Linked DNA regions of Mus musculus: region 1 is linked to region 2. Evidence: chromatin contacts called from public promoter capture Hi-C data. All regions are on one chromosome and are shown on one strand. The core of a region is the stretch at or near the end of the contact, and the rest is flanking DNA. Distances in the headings are between cores, read along the strand shown.

Region 1 (7,293 bases), core at 3,320-5,819, 430 kb before region 2:
AGGAGGGTTTTTCAGTGGAAACACAAGTCACACATGATGTTTTAGTTGTGTGTGTCTGTGTGTGTGTATGTACAACTTTTGGAAACTAGTTCTCCCTCTCACCGCAGGTTCCAGGGTTTGACCTCAAGTCACCGGGTTTGTTCTGCAAGTACTTTTACCCACGGAGCCATCTCTTGAGCCCCACATTTTAAAACATGCTGTGGAAAGTGTTGTACTATAAAAATTCTCGATGCATCTCAGGATAAGTACATAAGTATGAATGTAAATACAGATGTACCTATATATGCATATGTCGTTGAGCATCGTCACGCTTCTGGAGTAGTCAAGATTGTGAAGTATTCTGTTTTCTGTTTTCTGTTTTGGAAGCTTTAACTGTTGCACTGTGCAAATGGATCGAATCTGTGACTGAAAATTAACAGAGATGTTGAACTTGGTAAAAATGAGACTTCGCCCTATGCATGGACTTGGTGTCACAGCAGTGTATAATTCATGGGGGAAAAAAAGCCATAAGACATACTCTAACTCAGTGCATCCAAACTTAACCTCCATCCTCCCTCCTGAGCCCACCCCTCCCCCATTCTTTCCAACCCAGAGACTAACATCCCAATGACCTCTCTTGCCCTAGCCAATGGGACTCTGTCCTGCCTGACTAAAGCATCTTCTAATCCATCTTTTCCTCTTTTTAACCCCATCTATCACCATCCTAGCCAAAAAATAAATAAAAAATTAAAAAATTAAAAACAAAAATCAACACCACATCTGTAATGTTTTTTCATTATATGTTGTATGTTAAAGTCTTGGTCACCAGATAATGGTATCTATTAGGGGGTTGTGGAGCTTCTAAGAAATGGGGCATAGCTGGAGCCTGTGGGTCAGAGAGTCATGTCTTCAAATTGTGAGGTTGGAGCCCCTTGATTTTTCTTCTCTCTGCCCATAGTTAGGAAGTAAGTCATAAGCCACTTTGTCTCACCTCACACTTCTACCATGATGAACAACTTCCTCTCTCCCTCTCCCTCTCCCTCTCCCTCTCCCTCTCCCTCTCCCTCTCCCTCTCCCTCTCCCTCTCCCTCTCCCTCTCCCTCTCCCTCTCCTCTCCCTCTCCCTCTGTATTCATCCCAATATCTTTCCTCCCACCTTCCTCTCTTCCTTTTTTTTTTTAAATTTTTAGAAGCTTTCTGTGTAACGAGAAGGTAGTATATACTGTGTGGAATTACTAGGAAGATGGTGTTTCCAACGCTGGACAGAGCAGTACAGGACCCTGTAAGAGTCCATCATTCTATTCAGAAGAGCATGGAATTTAAGACATGAACCCTTCATTTCTGATTTTTTTTTTTTGAGACAAGGTTTCTCTGTGTAGCCCTGGCTGTCCTGGAACTCACTCTGTAGACCAGGCTGGCCTCGAACTCAGAAATCACAAATCCGCCTGCCTCTGCCTCCCAAGTGCTGGGATTAAAGGTGTGTGCCACCACTGCTCAGCTGAAATTTTTTTTTAGGTTTTTATTTTATTTTTAACCATGTCTCCATGCATATGCCACATGTGTGCAGGTCTATTAGATCCAGAAGAGGCCATTGGCTCCCCTATAACAGGAAGAATTGTAAGTGGTTGGTTGTAAGCCACCTGAGCTGGGTGCTGGCCACTGAATTCAGGTTCACTGCAAAAATTGTAAATGCCCTTAACCACTGAAACAGTTCTCTAGGCCCCAATTCTAGAAACTACCATGTAATCTTCTCAACCCTCAGCGGATCTGGAGTAACTGAAATCACAAAGGAAAGCCACTGTCCTTAGAAAGAAGAGAAGGAAAGAGCACGAAGCATACGTGACCTGTTACTGTGTGTAATGAGACAAGTGAACACTGCAGGGGCCTTACCCACTCAAGGCATAGATAGCAGATCGTGTGTTGCATGAGAGCAAGATTGAAATATGAGAGGGGAACTTGAAAGAGATGGAGAGGAGTGTGTGCCACAATTTGATGAAAAGAATATCTTATTTGCACACGGGTGTTCTGGGGATTAAATTTGGGTCCTTGTGTTTGCACCGCAAACACTTTAACCAACTGGGCTATCTCACTCCAGCCTAAGAACGAGTATCTTCAAATACAAAGAAAGAGAAGTTGACCCATGACTGTTATGAAGAGGTAAGGTCATGAGTGGCCAGCAGAGCAGGCCTTCTGAGACATTGTCTCTAGGTGGGCCTGGGGACGGGGGAGGTCAGGGAGAGTGGCCCTTCTGTGTTCAGTCCTTACTTTCCTTCTGCACGCTTCAAGTCTGTACATCTAGTAACTTCACTGAGATAGGAAAGAAAGACAGGATAATGGCTCTGAAACCTGGTATCCTGAGAGTGGGTTGTTGTTGTGGGCCTAGACCAGCCCCAGGTCCTTCAGGGCTACCCAGATCCCTTGCCCAGAGGGTCACTGTAGAAGCAGAACCATGAGCATGCTCCCGAGAATCAGAGGGACCCAGGCTGGAAAACTGGTTCTCATTTCCTTGGTGTGGAAGAGCGAGCAAACCTATGCTTGTAGAAGCTCCGTGCTCACCCCATGCAACAAACAGCCACAGCCAAGGAAACACAAGTACAGGTTCTGGCTCACAGGACCCTCTGAATACTGAGCAGATATGAAACCTAGGAACAGGGGTGAGAGAGGCCCAGGAGCCTGCAGAGCAGAGGAAAGGGTGGGTAAGCACATTTAATAAGTGCTCCATCAAATCCCATCAATTTTTCCAAAAGTTCCAGCTGGGTGAAATGGAAGAAAACAATGGTTAAGTTCTCTCTCTCTCTCTCTCTCTCTCTCTCTCTCTCTCTTTCTCTCTCTCTCTTTCACACACACACACACACACACACACACACACACACCCCTCTGTAGATTTGTGCAGATAGACTACCCTTCTGATAGTTACATGATGAAACTGATGCCCTTCTTGAGATGTCTTCAACTCTGCTCTGAAGATTGCTTGGGGTACATATCTAAAGGAGAGGAGCCTGAGAAGTGTTTTCTAGCTTGACCATTAAAATTCATCCCACCAAGGTGAAGAGAGCCACACCATCTCCTTAGTTTAACCCTGCCTTGGGCCCTGCCACGGTGGGAAACAAGCTCTGGTTCTGCCCGAAGTGGTCTGGGGATCCTAAGTACATTCCGTAGATGCTTCTGCCCCAGCCCCTTCCAGGTGGACAAGCTCATCTTCCAGGAGCAAGCTGTGAGAACAGCAGCTAAGTTTAGCCGCCAGCTCTGTGGATGTGCAAGGCTTCTATTATTAAACCGGCATGGGATAAATATTTCCGCCGTGACACACAACTGCTCCTGGCATGCAGGAACTCCTGTCCCTAGATCCATCCCAAAAAGGGAAGCTCGCAGAGATCTAAAACTGGGCTACGGGAATCCCAAAGAATGCAAGGCTTGGAAAGTATCCAGCTCGTATTTGAAATGCTTCTCCCATGAGGTGCAGAAAAGGAACATCGGACTCTGAAACGCAGGATACTGCGACCACAAAGACACATGGGGGCTGCTGCCTGCACAGTTCTCTTGTGGTTCACTGGCCCCGGCATGGTTGCAGGCTGCATTCCCAGCTCAATTCCACACAGCTGTACTCAGAGAAGCAAACACACTTGCAGTTTCAGCTGTCCAAAGTGCCAGAATCCCTACCTCAGAAACTCCAGCTCGCTTTGAGACACAAGATAGATTTCTCTGTGCCTGGAAGACTAACTAGATACTTCAGGAAGTAAAGAATAGCCTGGAAACCCAGGAGTGTGAAGCGACATGGGAGCTGATAACTGTCACTCTGACCCAAGCACCGGGTTCAGGTCGTGACATCACAACTCAACGACTTGAGTGAGGATGGTCGCTGATTTTCTTTCCCCCTTGTTTCTTTGCTGATGACAAATATGTATTGCCTGCTGCATGTCAGTCACAGTTCTAGATGACAGGCACTTGACCAGATGAAGGAAGTAAGAAGTAAGGGAAATAGTCTAAAGGGGAAAAAGAACCCTAACCAAGCTCAGCGTAAGGATAGTGCTCTGTCCAGGAGTGGTGAATGCCTCAGAGGACAGTAGAGCAGGCTGGGTGGAGAGAGATTTCTGAGAAGATATCTGGGCATGGACCGCAGAGCAAGAGAGACAGGCGGTTTACAAGCTCAGGAATGATGGAGAATTATCCTCATGTTATGAGAAGCAGAAGGCTTTAGGTGAGGACTGGAATCGGAGGTGAGATGTGATGTAGCAGGGAGAGGCTGGGCTGTCCCAGCCTAACCATCTAGGCCTGGTTGGGATGTGTGATATCCTGGGGCTTGGTTTAAATGCAATGACCAAGCAACACAGGAGTTACTGTGCTCCCCCATTTCTACCTCACTGCTGTGGTCAAATCACTGACAAAACACAACTCAAAGGAGGAAGGCTCTATTTCAGCTGCTGGTTTGAGGAATTTTTTGATCATTGTTCTAGGGGGGAAGAAGAGTTTGTCAGGAGAGGCAGGGGGCCGTTTGCTCCTATCTTGATAGACCAGGAAACAGAGACAGGGCAGGAAGTGGAACTGGTCTGTAAAACCCCAGGGCCCACCCAGAGCGACTCACTTCCTTGAAAGAGGCTCCACCTTCAAAAGGTCCCACAACCTCCCCCAAACAGAACCACCAGCTGGGGACCACGTGTCCAAGACACATGTGCCCGTGGGAAACATTTCATATTCCAACCACAGCACCATCCTACACCACTAGTTTATTAAAGGCTGGTCAGATGTCACAAACCAGCTTAATAATGCATCGATACAGTTACAGGCATAAGGTTTGAAGGCAACGTTTCCTGGGGAACCTTCTGAATTGCTGTCACCAATCTGTAGTCATTAGGACTGGACAGATGGCTTAGAGCACTGGATGTCCAGTCATGGGAACCAGCATTGGGACCCCAGCCCCCATGTAACAAGGTTGGCAAACATTTGTAACTCCAGCTCTGAGGGATGCAATGCCTTCTTTCTTCTGGCCTCTGCACATGTACATGTCACACACACATGCATGCACATAGGTTCACACAGATACGGACACCACACACAGAAATAAATAAATTCTTCTAAAAAAAATGTAGTCATTAAGAAAGAACCAGGAAAATTGACTGTGCTCTCTGCACAGGCACAGCATTGACAGAAGAAAAAAACCTGGGGTAGAACCAGGGTGTCAAACAATTGTCTGTTTTCCCCTTTCTTATAATGTAGGATGTGTCAGTGGTCAAAACACCTATGCATAGCAACCGCATGGACTTTTGGGTGTGCCAAGAAGCCAAGTATTATCAGACATCCCAGTCCCATGGCCGGAAGACAGCTGACCATGGAGTGGAAGCCACCTCCAAACCGGCCTCTGTGTCCACTCGTGATCGTATGATCAGAATCTGGGGTATTTGTTGGCACAGACAAGGGGATGCAAGAGTCTGGATCTGCAGATGCTCTTACAAGGAAATCGGCTCCCTCACACGTTACACAGATACTGCAGGCTCCTCCCCTCTCAAGTTGGCATTCCTCCTGTATCTGCTGCTCAGAGTGTAGGAAATCACACCCTGGAAGCCTGCAGTGCTGCAGAGTCACACCAAAATTCCTGAATAGGCACAGCCTCCCACCAGACAGGTTCTCACAGGATCCAGTAACACCAGCCCACACCACCTTCTTCATAGAAATCTAGTTCTGCCATCCCTGCCCCACCCCCCAAATTCATTTCTGTTTTTGAAAAGCAGCTTCCTCCTAACTAATACCTTTACCATCTCAAATACCAGGGTCCCCAGATTTCCTCTCTAGCAACCTAGAGGACTGAGTTCATGCACAGAAAACCAGTGGATAGGTCAAATCTCACTTATCTCAGAGGTGAGCTGGGATGGAGAGTCTGCTCCATGCTGTCACCAAGCAGTCACCTGTCCCTGTGGTATGCCAGGGCTCTGTTGGCCCGATGACTTCTACATCAAATGGTTTGCCACAGCTACAGGAGAGCAAGAGGTGAGCTCAGGACCTGTCTGGAGGCACTTTATCTACACCAGAGCTTTGAGACATAGCTTCCCTTGGTTATATACATGCAGAGACCAGCCTATGTTAAACTTGTGGACCTCTTCCTCAAGCTACCATCTTGACCCAGTTCAGACTCCCTCTGAGTGGCTGTCTTAATATCTCACATAGCATAGAAGGACCTGTGTGTCACTAAGTGGACGCTAAGAGACTCCTGCATCACTTAGGGCCCCAAAGCTGTGAATTACTTAAGAGAGTTGCTAAGGCCTTCAGGGGCTGCTGTTTCTGCAGATCTCTTCCCTGAGAGCCCGGGAAAGTAAGGGAGCACCCCCACACCTCGTCAACTCCTAAGGCCCTGGGAGAATAGCTTCATTTTTCCCTGTGAGAGCAGGGGAGGCCTTGGGCGTTAGGAGAATCCTGCCTGCTCTTGGGAACTGATTCCACAGAGAGCAGCACCTGGGACATTTCAGACGTACACCCTTCTCTGCCTGTTTTTTGCTCTGAGGATGGTGTTCAGGTCCTGCAAGGTCCTCTCTAGAGACATCATCTCCTGGTTAGCACTTGTACTTACTTCTTTAGGAAGCTGGCGCTCTGAGGCTTCTAAGCCATATCTCAGTCAGGTGCTGAAGGGAGGTCACGTGGAGGTTATAAACTGACTTTCCTGTGCACGCACACACACACACACACACACACACACACACACACACACACACATGAAATGCAGAGGAGTGTATGTGCTCTCTGCCCTCCCTCGTATGCTAAGGAAAGCATCCTGAGAGCTTGTGGGAAACGCACGGATGATGGCGATCCTGGGGGTGTGTATGTGTTCACAGCTATAACGTCCCATCCTTCCAAACAGGCACCCCACAGAACTCTTCATGACTGCATCTGGCCTGATCAGATCTTTCCCAGTCCATTGTCACAGTGGGCACACCTAACAGTGACTCATTGGGTGGCCAAGAAACACCAAAGTAGGAACAGAACATGGATGTGCTCATGAGGTCCTTCATGACAGGGAAGAGAGATGGAGTGAAGGCGGAAGATATCAGACTAGAAGCAGACTATAGAGGTTCTCCAGGCCTCTGTCCATCATGGGTCTAGCAAGACGTCAAGTTCTCTAAAGAACGTGAGTGCAACCTAACTTTCAGGCTTGATTGTTCCATTGTATATTTATACTGTGATCTGACTGCTTGGCTCCACCAGTCCTCCTCTCCCTCCTCCCCTCCCTCTTTCTGTATATCCCTTCCTCCTTCATTCCATCATTCCCTCCCTCTGCCTTGTTAAATCCCTGCCGTTGATTCCATGAGGCTTCAGGTATCTGGTAATG
Region 2 (7,449 bases), core at 2,626-5,125:
ACTTTAACTATACTTACACCTTTGTGCTACTTCCAGTGTCCCCTCGAAATGAAGAGGCACGTTCAGGAATGAGCATGGACACACGCGGTACAAAGACTACGGTTGTGAAGCTTGAAGTTACCACCTGCATGCTGTGTGATGGTTCTAACAGGCTAAGGAACCTCTGCCTATACAGTGCAACACACACCACACTCTAACAACCCACCCCAGGTCTGATGGCCTCAGCTAGGCCAGGTTCCAGGCACATTTCTTGGAGCCGTCATGATGAGTATGCCCATGGGAATGGTACTGATTCGGGAAAGTGGGACAGCCTGCCATTATACCAGAATTTGTCGGCTTTACCAGATTTCAAACTGCTCTCAGTTCGAGAGGACAGGTGACTGGACCCCCTGGCTGGTCTCGCCTCACAGGGCACCGCATTGTCAGCCCTTCTGCTGCTTGACTTTTGCTCTTCACATGCTCTTCTCTCATCAGAGGGTTTTTTCTGCAGGAGAGATTTAGAAAAAAAACACACACACACAAAACTATGAAACACGAAAACTACTACTGGGGCTGGAGAGATGGCTCAGAGGTTAAAAGCACTGACTGCTCTTCCAGACATTCTAAGTTCAATTCCTAGCAACCACATGGTGGCTCACAACCATCTGTAATGGGATCTGATGCCCTCTTCTGGTGTGTCTGAAGACAGTGACAGTGTACTCACATACATGAAATAAATAAGTCATCAAACAAACAAACAAAACAAAACTCTGATAATGAAACTTTAACACAGCAAACCAGTAAGTATTCACAATTCAAACATTTAAGAAAAGAACAGACCAAACCGTTTGTAAAAAGGCTATCACCAAAAGGTAAGCAGTGCTTAGCTATCAGAGGACACACTGACTTCTGACACTGGCAACAAGGACTAAGAGGAGGAGCCGCACCCTGCAGCAGCACTTCCTCACCTTAAATACACCTTTTGCTTCCTGAGGTGGAGGGCACACGTGCTCATGCCGGGGCTTTGCTGTCCGAAAGCCTGGGTGACACCGTGCTTGGCTGTAGTCGTACTGCAGGGTTGGCACTGAGCAAACACTCTGTGCGGACTCTAGGGTGTAAGTGGGATAGGCAAAAGGATGCAGCGCTATCTCAGAAGACACGTACTGTGCTGGAAAGGTGGGGGCTCCGAAAGCCATGTCTTCGGGATACATTTTCTGTCTAAAAAGTGTAAATTTCAGTTGCAGATTTCATAACACAAATCAAGAACATTATTTTTAAGACGCTAATTTAAACTTTTTAATATTTTCTTTTAAGGATCACTTACTTTCGCATTGGAAACTCCCCTATCAACAACCAAATGAGGGCTAGAGAGCTGGCTCTGTTAGTAAAGCGCCTGCCTGGCACATAAGCGCAAGGCCCTAAGTTTGGGCTCCAGAGCCAGTGTGATAAGCAGTGCACGGCAGTGCGCTCTGGGACTCCAACCAGAGGGGGAGCGCAGGTCCTTGAAGGTCACTGGCCTGCCAGTCTCGCTGACTGAGGGACTTGAGCTTCAGTGAGACTGCTTCTCAAAGAATAAAAGAACAATTGAGGAAAGACCCAACTTCTGCCACAGGCTTCCGCATGCAAGTGCACACATGTGCATTTACCACACATACCCCCCCCACATATGCACGCACACCCACCTACCCACCCACCCACCCACCCATCCAAACAGGACCTCTTTTTTTCTTCCTGCAAAGAATACTGCTGATTTTTTTTTTTCCGAGACAGGGTTTCTCTGTGTAGCCCTGGCTGTCCTGGAACTCACTCTGTAGACCAGGCTGGCCTCGAACGCAGAAATCCGCCTGCCTCTGTCTCCCAAGTGCCAGGATTAAAGGTGTGGGCCAAAACTGCCTGGCTACTGATAGAGTTGAACGAATGAACTAGGACCAGGGTAACAGAGCTCAACGGTAGATAGCCTTCATAAAACGCACAAGGCCGTGGCTTCCTCCTATGGCACCACAGAAAAGGTAATCTCAAGTAAAAAGTAAGTTCAGATGCCATGGCAGCACAGCAAGGGCATGCTCCCACAGTTTTGCAGCCGACTGCTGGTTTAGTACCTGACAGTGTCTCAGCAACCTAGACACAACAGCCGAAAGGCCATTCCCTTGGCTGAGGAGTTGCACTACAGCCTGCACAGTCTTCCTCCAGTCCTGCCCTTTCAGCCCCTCACATCCTGCACTATGCTGCCCAGAAGGCCAGAGTACAAAGAGGATCCTGCACACCACGGAGGCCAGGAGCCGTAAAAGATGGGCACCTTGGTAATTATTCAGTAGACTGGGGATTGACCCTGAGGCCTTGTGTTTGACAGAAAGAGCTGCACCACGGAGCTCTGTCACTGGAGACAGGGTCTCGCTAAGTTGTCCAGCCTGGCATGTTATCTATCTGATCCTTCATCCATCTGTCCTTTTCCCATTTACCCTTCCTTCTTGCCGTTTCTTTTCCCAATACAAATGTGAATTTGTTTGGTTCTGTCTTGCTTTGGTAGCTCTGAAGATCAAGCCCAGGGCCTGACAAATGGCAAAGCAGCATCCTCAGTCCCTACACGCGTGAACCAGTATCAACTGTAAACAAATGACCCTGCAACTGTACTTTCTAAGTTCCGTAGTGTCGGTCCCTTCCTGGATGAAGTTTTTGCACAGAATTTAGTCAGGCTACAGAGCCCAATCTTTGCTGGTTGAAGAGCCTCCTTTCCTCACCTGCAAGCCGTCCTGTAAGATGTTATGTATGTTTCAGTGTGTGAGGCTCTAATCACTACCTCTGGGAGAGAAACCCTCTGCATGAGGCAAGGCATCGAGAAAATACATACTCAGCTGCTGGTGGTTCCTGTACAAATGGATAGTAGGTGGCCGCACAGCCTGGGAAGACACGTGTCTCTGAGGACTCTGACCACGCCACGTTGAGCCCAGCAAACTTAGGGACGAATGGTTTGACATCAGCTGACAACTTGATGCTATCCTGAGGATGAGAGGGTGGGGATGGGCTTTAACGCTCCTGAGATTCGCCAAATGCCATCAAATACAAACCACAAGAAAGGTGCGCCATTCTGATAGGCCCATTGGTGATTACAAAGGTGCAGTGCAAAGACAAAAATGTGTTTGGCAACAATATCTCCCTGATGTTTTTATTATTAAAAAAAAAAAAAAGGTTACTGGACCTTACATGTGAAAAAAGGACAATGAATTAAAGTCGAAGGAAACCCCAACCTTGTTATATAACAAGAACCACAACTCGGAATGCTTCTGAGGATTTAAACTTGAAGATAGTTATTTTTACCTCTTCCATCTTTATACATGAGATATATAAGAACCCTGTACCTAGTGTCGCTAAACTATACCCAAAGGACGCTCAAAGTTATTATGTAAAACACACCGCTGACATTTATTGCCATCTAACTTCTCAACAAAAATCACCACATATTTCATCTGTAGTTAGTAAACCACACGGAACCTCTGAGAGAAAAATCATCCCACAGCCATGAGCCCTTGGAACGCAGAGTATGGGTTATTCTGACAACTTTTATCACCGCGTTTGGCCAATTTAGAGTGGATTTCTGGGACGGCCGGCGCGCCATCTAGCGGTCATGGCAGGCGCGGACGCGGGTGCGAGGTGCCCGAGGCCGTAGGTAGCCTATGTGTTATCATTTCGCTGGCCGAACCGTGAGAGGGTGGTCAAGCCCCCCATCCCCGAACCTCAGGCCCGGCGGCCCCGCGCGTGTGCCTAGACCCGCAGCCCGCCCCTTACCTCGCCGTCCGGCTCCCGCGGCCGCTCCGACGCCATGGCGGCCACGGAAGAGCCCGCGCCGTGAAGCTAGCGGCGCGCCTAACCAACGACTCAGCGTTTCCGCCTTCCTGCGCGGCGGCGCCAGGACGTACGTCACCGAGGCGCGACGGAGGCCTTCCCTGCCGGAAGTGCTCGGCGTCCCGGGCCTCCGGAGCCGCACGTGGAAGACTGGGGCAGCGACAGCTCTAGGGGGTGGCTTGTGGTGGGCCAGGAAGGGCGCGGCTGAGCTCTTACGTGGGGCGGGCTTGGTGATGTGACACTAGGGGAGGCCAGGCTCTGGGCGCCCGCACTGATGCAGTGCAGGAGGGAGACTCCTAGTAAGAGTGAGGCCGGCAGACCTGCTCAGTGGTGAGCTTCCAGGAGCATCTGCTCCTGTGGAGTTTCTAGTAGGATGTCATGGCGGGTGCCTGCAGGCAGATGAAGAACCTTGGAACTAAGAGGAGTCAAATGTTTAGCTATGTGAGACTTCTGCTGGGGCCTGGACAACAGGAAGCTCTCGCAAAACACAACTCCAAAATGAAACCAAGAGCACAGAAACAGGTCGAAGGACAGAAAAAGGTCGCCTGCAATGTGGGGGCATTTGGCAAACAGGCCTTGGAGTCAGTCTGTAGGGTTAGAATTAAACACCAGCCCTTTTTTTCAAGCAAGACACCAGTGCCAGTTCATGGTCAGTAGCCCTGTTAGGTCTAGTGTATCCCACACATGGAAGGCTGTGGCTCTGTAGTGTTTACTGTGTTCAATGAGAAATCACCCCTGCTAATGTCTAACTACAGTCTTGTTTCTGGCCACTCATACTTTTTTTTATGGCTATCCACTGATGTGTGCTTAATTTCTTGGTTCACACAAGATGCACGAATGTGGCACCTGAACTTTTAAGATACTTTTCTCTGAAACCACTAGACTTTTTGTAGACTTGTGGACACTATCAAGCGGTGGGTTTTTCTGTTCACTTGCAGAATCCAAAGTTATTTAGGAAGTAAACTGGCAATAAAGCTGTAATATCCTCATTTGGAGCTTAATATTTCTTTTTCAAGTATGTTTATTTTCTTATATTTCTTTTTCAAGTATGTTTATTTTCCCCAGGGGTAAAAATAATCAAGTCAAATTAATTTCAACAATGGTGATATAAATGCAATATACAAACTTTATTTAACAAAACAGGTAAAATAAAACAGGCATTTATATTAAGAAAAAACTACAAGAAACTATCTTGAACAACTTAAAACAACCCTACTTGCAGTTGCATTTGACTGAGCTCTGTTGCTGTGAAGAATACAGCGCATGCACAGGTATGGATGAAAGGTTTGTACACTTTTCAAGTATTCACTGAATACTACCTTATATACACATATACATTAAATTTGAAAAAGATTAGATGATCCCAGCTGCACTTCATTTTTGTTGTTCTTTTGGAAGAGGTCGTCTAAAGAGAAGAATATGCGGTTCTGTGGAAAGAAAATATTAAGTTCCATGTCACTATTTGAAGTATTCAAAATGAATTGTCGGTGTAATAAATAGTAAATGCGGACAAACTCGTATAATAGCATTGTTCTACCATTTTATCCTTTGACCGACTCTGGAAAATAATTTCTACCTGCAAAATCATTTTCAGTGAAGAGAAATGTAATCTCTTTGAAAAAAGAACAGCTAATTCAAGTCAGCTGCTGGATCTCAGGCTAATTCACATCCAAATAAATAAATTGATGCCATACACACTTAGCTAAGAAAGGGTTGTTCTAGTCAAACCAGATCTCTGGGGGGTGAGGGGGGGGGGTGGGGGCTTAAAAGATTAAACTCAGAGAGTCCACCCAAAGCTTCCTCATTCAACGGGATGAAGGCCAGCATCTATAGCACTTCTGCTTTCCTATTGATAGGAAGGATTTCTGAGCTCCTAAAGATATGTGCCATAATTCCAAGGAAGACTCCAGTTTAACAATGCCACCTTTTAAGTATAAAAAGGTAGCAACAATTTCTATATATGTGCAGGATTTTGGCACCTGTTTTATACTAAGTGAGTCACTTTTGCAGGTAGAAGGAACAACATCACTTTCCTTTACAGCAAAGCTTACCTGGCTCATGAATCATGTAATGAACCCATCCTAGACTCTGTTGGACACCAAGTCTCCTCCACTCCTCTTCGGACATCAGATGAGTTTTGGGTACTTGTTTAGAGAGTTCTCTGGGTAACATGACATGCCTATTAAAATATTCAGCCAAAGATTAGTGCCATCTTTCCCACCAACATCACTTTATACAGGAACCTTACCTTTGAGATACTTGAAATTGTGAAGGGTTTTTATCCTCAAAACAAACTAAATTCTCTAAAGCAACTCTACACTACAATATTATCTGTATCGATCTATACTTATAGCATATACTTCTGGCTTTTGATGGTTTATGTTAAAGTATTAGGCCAATATAAGTTGCACAAAAATGAAAGGCATTTTATTCTGTAGGGGTAAATTTCTAGCAGAATACTTGTTATTGAGCTATCTTCTAGGAATAGGACCTTAAAATCTAAAAAGTCATGAAGCAACTCTTGGTCTATAGGATATAGGTAGAAAATATTCATGTACTGGAAAGTATACTCAAAGAGCAAGACCATACCCAAGTAAAAAAATATTCTCTCCTGTTAAATAGACTGGTGGTATTAGGATAGCTAGAACAGCAAGAGAAAGTCAGAGGCAGTCTAAAAGGGAGTTATATGTAACTTATATGTAAGAGTAAGGAGCCTAGTCCCAGAATTAGTTGTCACCTCAACCTGAGATTACTAAACTTTTAGTACTGGGGCTTGGAGGGGGGGGAACCAAACTAAGTTAATGTGTTCCCTGTTATTCAATACTAAATCTGTAGTACTTGTATATATTCCAGTTTGCTTCACGCTCCAAATTAAAAGCAAAAATATGCCTTTGGAACTTCATGTGACCGTTGGTTTCCCAGTAAAGTGCATTTCCAGAACGTTAGGAAGCACTTAAGTCTTTAGTATCAAGCCATTATCAACACAATTTTTCCTTTCTGTGGAAAACCCACACTAATCTTTTTTTCCCCCCAAAGACAGGGTTTCTCTGTATAGCCCTGGCTGTCCTGGAACTCACTTTGTAGACTAGGCTGGCCTCGAATTCAGAAATACGCCTGCCTCTGTGCTGGGATTAAAGGCGTGCGCCACCACACCGGGCTCCCCCCCACCCCCCAGTAATCTTTTTTTCCTACTAATGGATCTAACATATAATTTAATGAACAATTAAGCTAAACCAGTAATGTATAAGTATTATACAGAAATCTTAGAATCTCATGGAGACTTAGCCATATCTATCACTAATGACTCAGCTGTTTCTTTGAGACCCGCCCCCACTCCTTATCATGCTGCAGTGGAAACTGGCCTCAAACTATCTTTTTGCCTTAGGCTCCCAAGTGCTACAATTACAGAATTGGGTACAACATCCATCCAGGTGTTTCTTTCTAATGAATTGACCATTAGACTTACAAATTTCTGCAATGGCCAACAGACCATAGAAAGATATTTCTTTAGGCTCCTGCTTGAAACCAACAGCTTCAGTAAACTGCGGCCTTGATTCAGGGCCAAAACAAACAAACACAATTTTAACACATATATACACAAGCAAATTTGTACCCTAGCCTGCATAAAGC

What was found. Promoter capture Hi-C pulls out the DNA fragments that hold promoters and counts their contacts.
Region 1: a promoter capture Hi-C map of the HPC-7 cell line shows a contact between it and region 2, with 2.5 times the contacts expected there. The contact joins the enhancer-like site here to the promoter of Secisbp2 in region 2. A contact is called at or near these places in 3 of 39 promoter capture datasets (the C10 cell line, the HPC-7 cell line and pre-B cells), 1 of 484 Hi-C or Micro-C datasets (the HPC-7 cell line), 3 of 115 datasets of contacts at active chromatin or transcription factors (effector CD8 T cells, memory CD8 T cells and pancreatic cancer cells) and 1 of 9 other capture datasets (liver).

What each region holds. Positions count from the first base shown.
Region 1 is chr13:52,076,052-52,083,344 of GRCm38.p6, reverse strand. Gm40948 (a long non-coding RNA gene) reads left to right here. Exons shown (of 3, transcript XR_873399.1): 2 at 108-253; 3 at 367-706. Among named protein-coding and RNA genes, the nearest start is that of Gm40948, 3.9 kb to the left of the region's middle. Within about 2 kb of position 4,569, at least 114 of the 459 cell types and tissues checked have an H3K27ac peak or open chromatin away from gene starts, as enhancers often do. A contact at or near this core is called in the HPC-7 cell line, effector CD8 T cells and memory CD8 T cells, where this site is marked.
Region 2 is chr13:51,648,134-51,655,582 of GRCm38.p6, reverse strand. It overlaps Secisbp2 (SECIS binding protein 2), which reads right to left and starts at 3,875. Exons shown (of 17, transcript NM_029279.2): 1 at 3,763-3,875; 2 at 2,828-2,976; 3 at 948-1,197; 4 at 343-484. The coding sequence starts at 3,798. It overlaps Cks2 (CDC28 protein kinase regulatory subunit 2), which reads right to left. Exons shown (of 3, transcript NM_025415.3): 2 at 5,871-5,998; 3 at 4,921-5,246. The coding sequence ends at 5,194. Gm22806 (a small nucleolar RNA gene) reads right to left here and starts at 7,384; the gene lies at 7,249-7,384.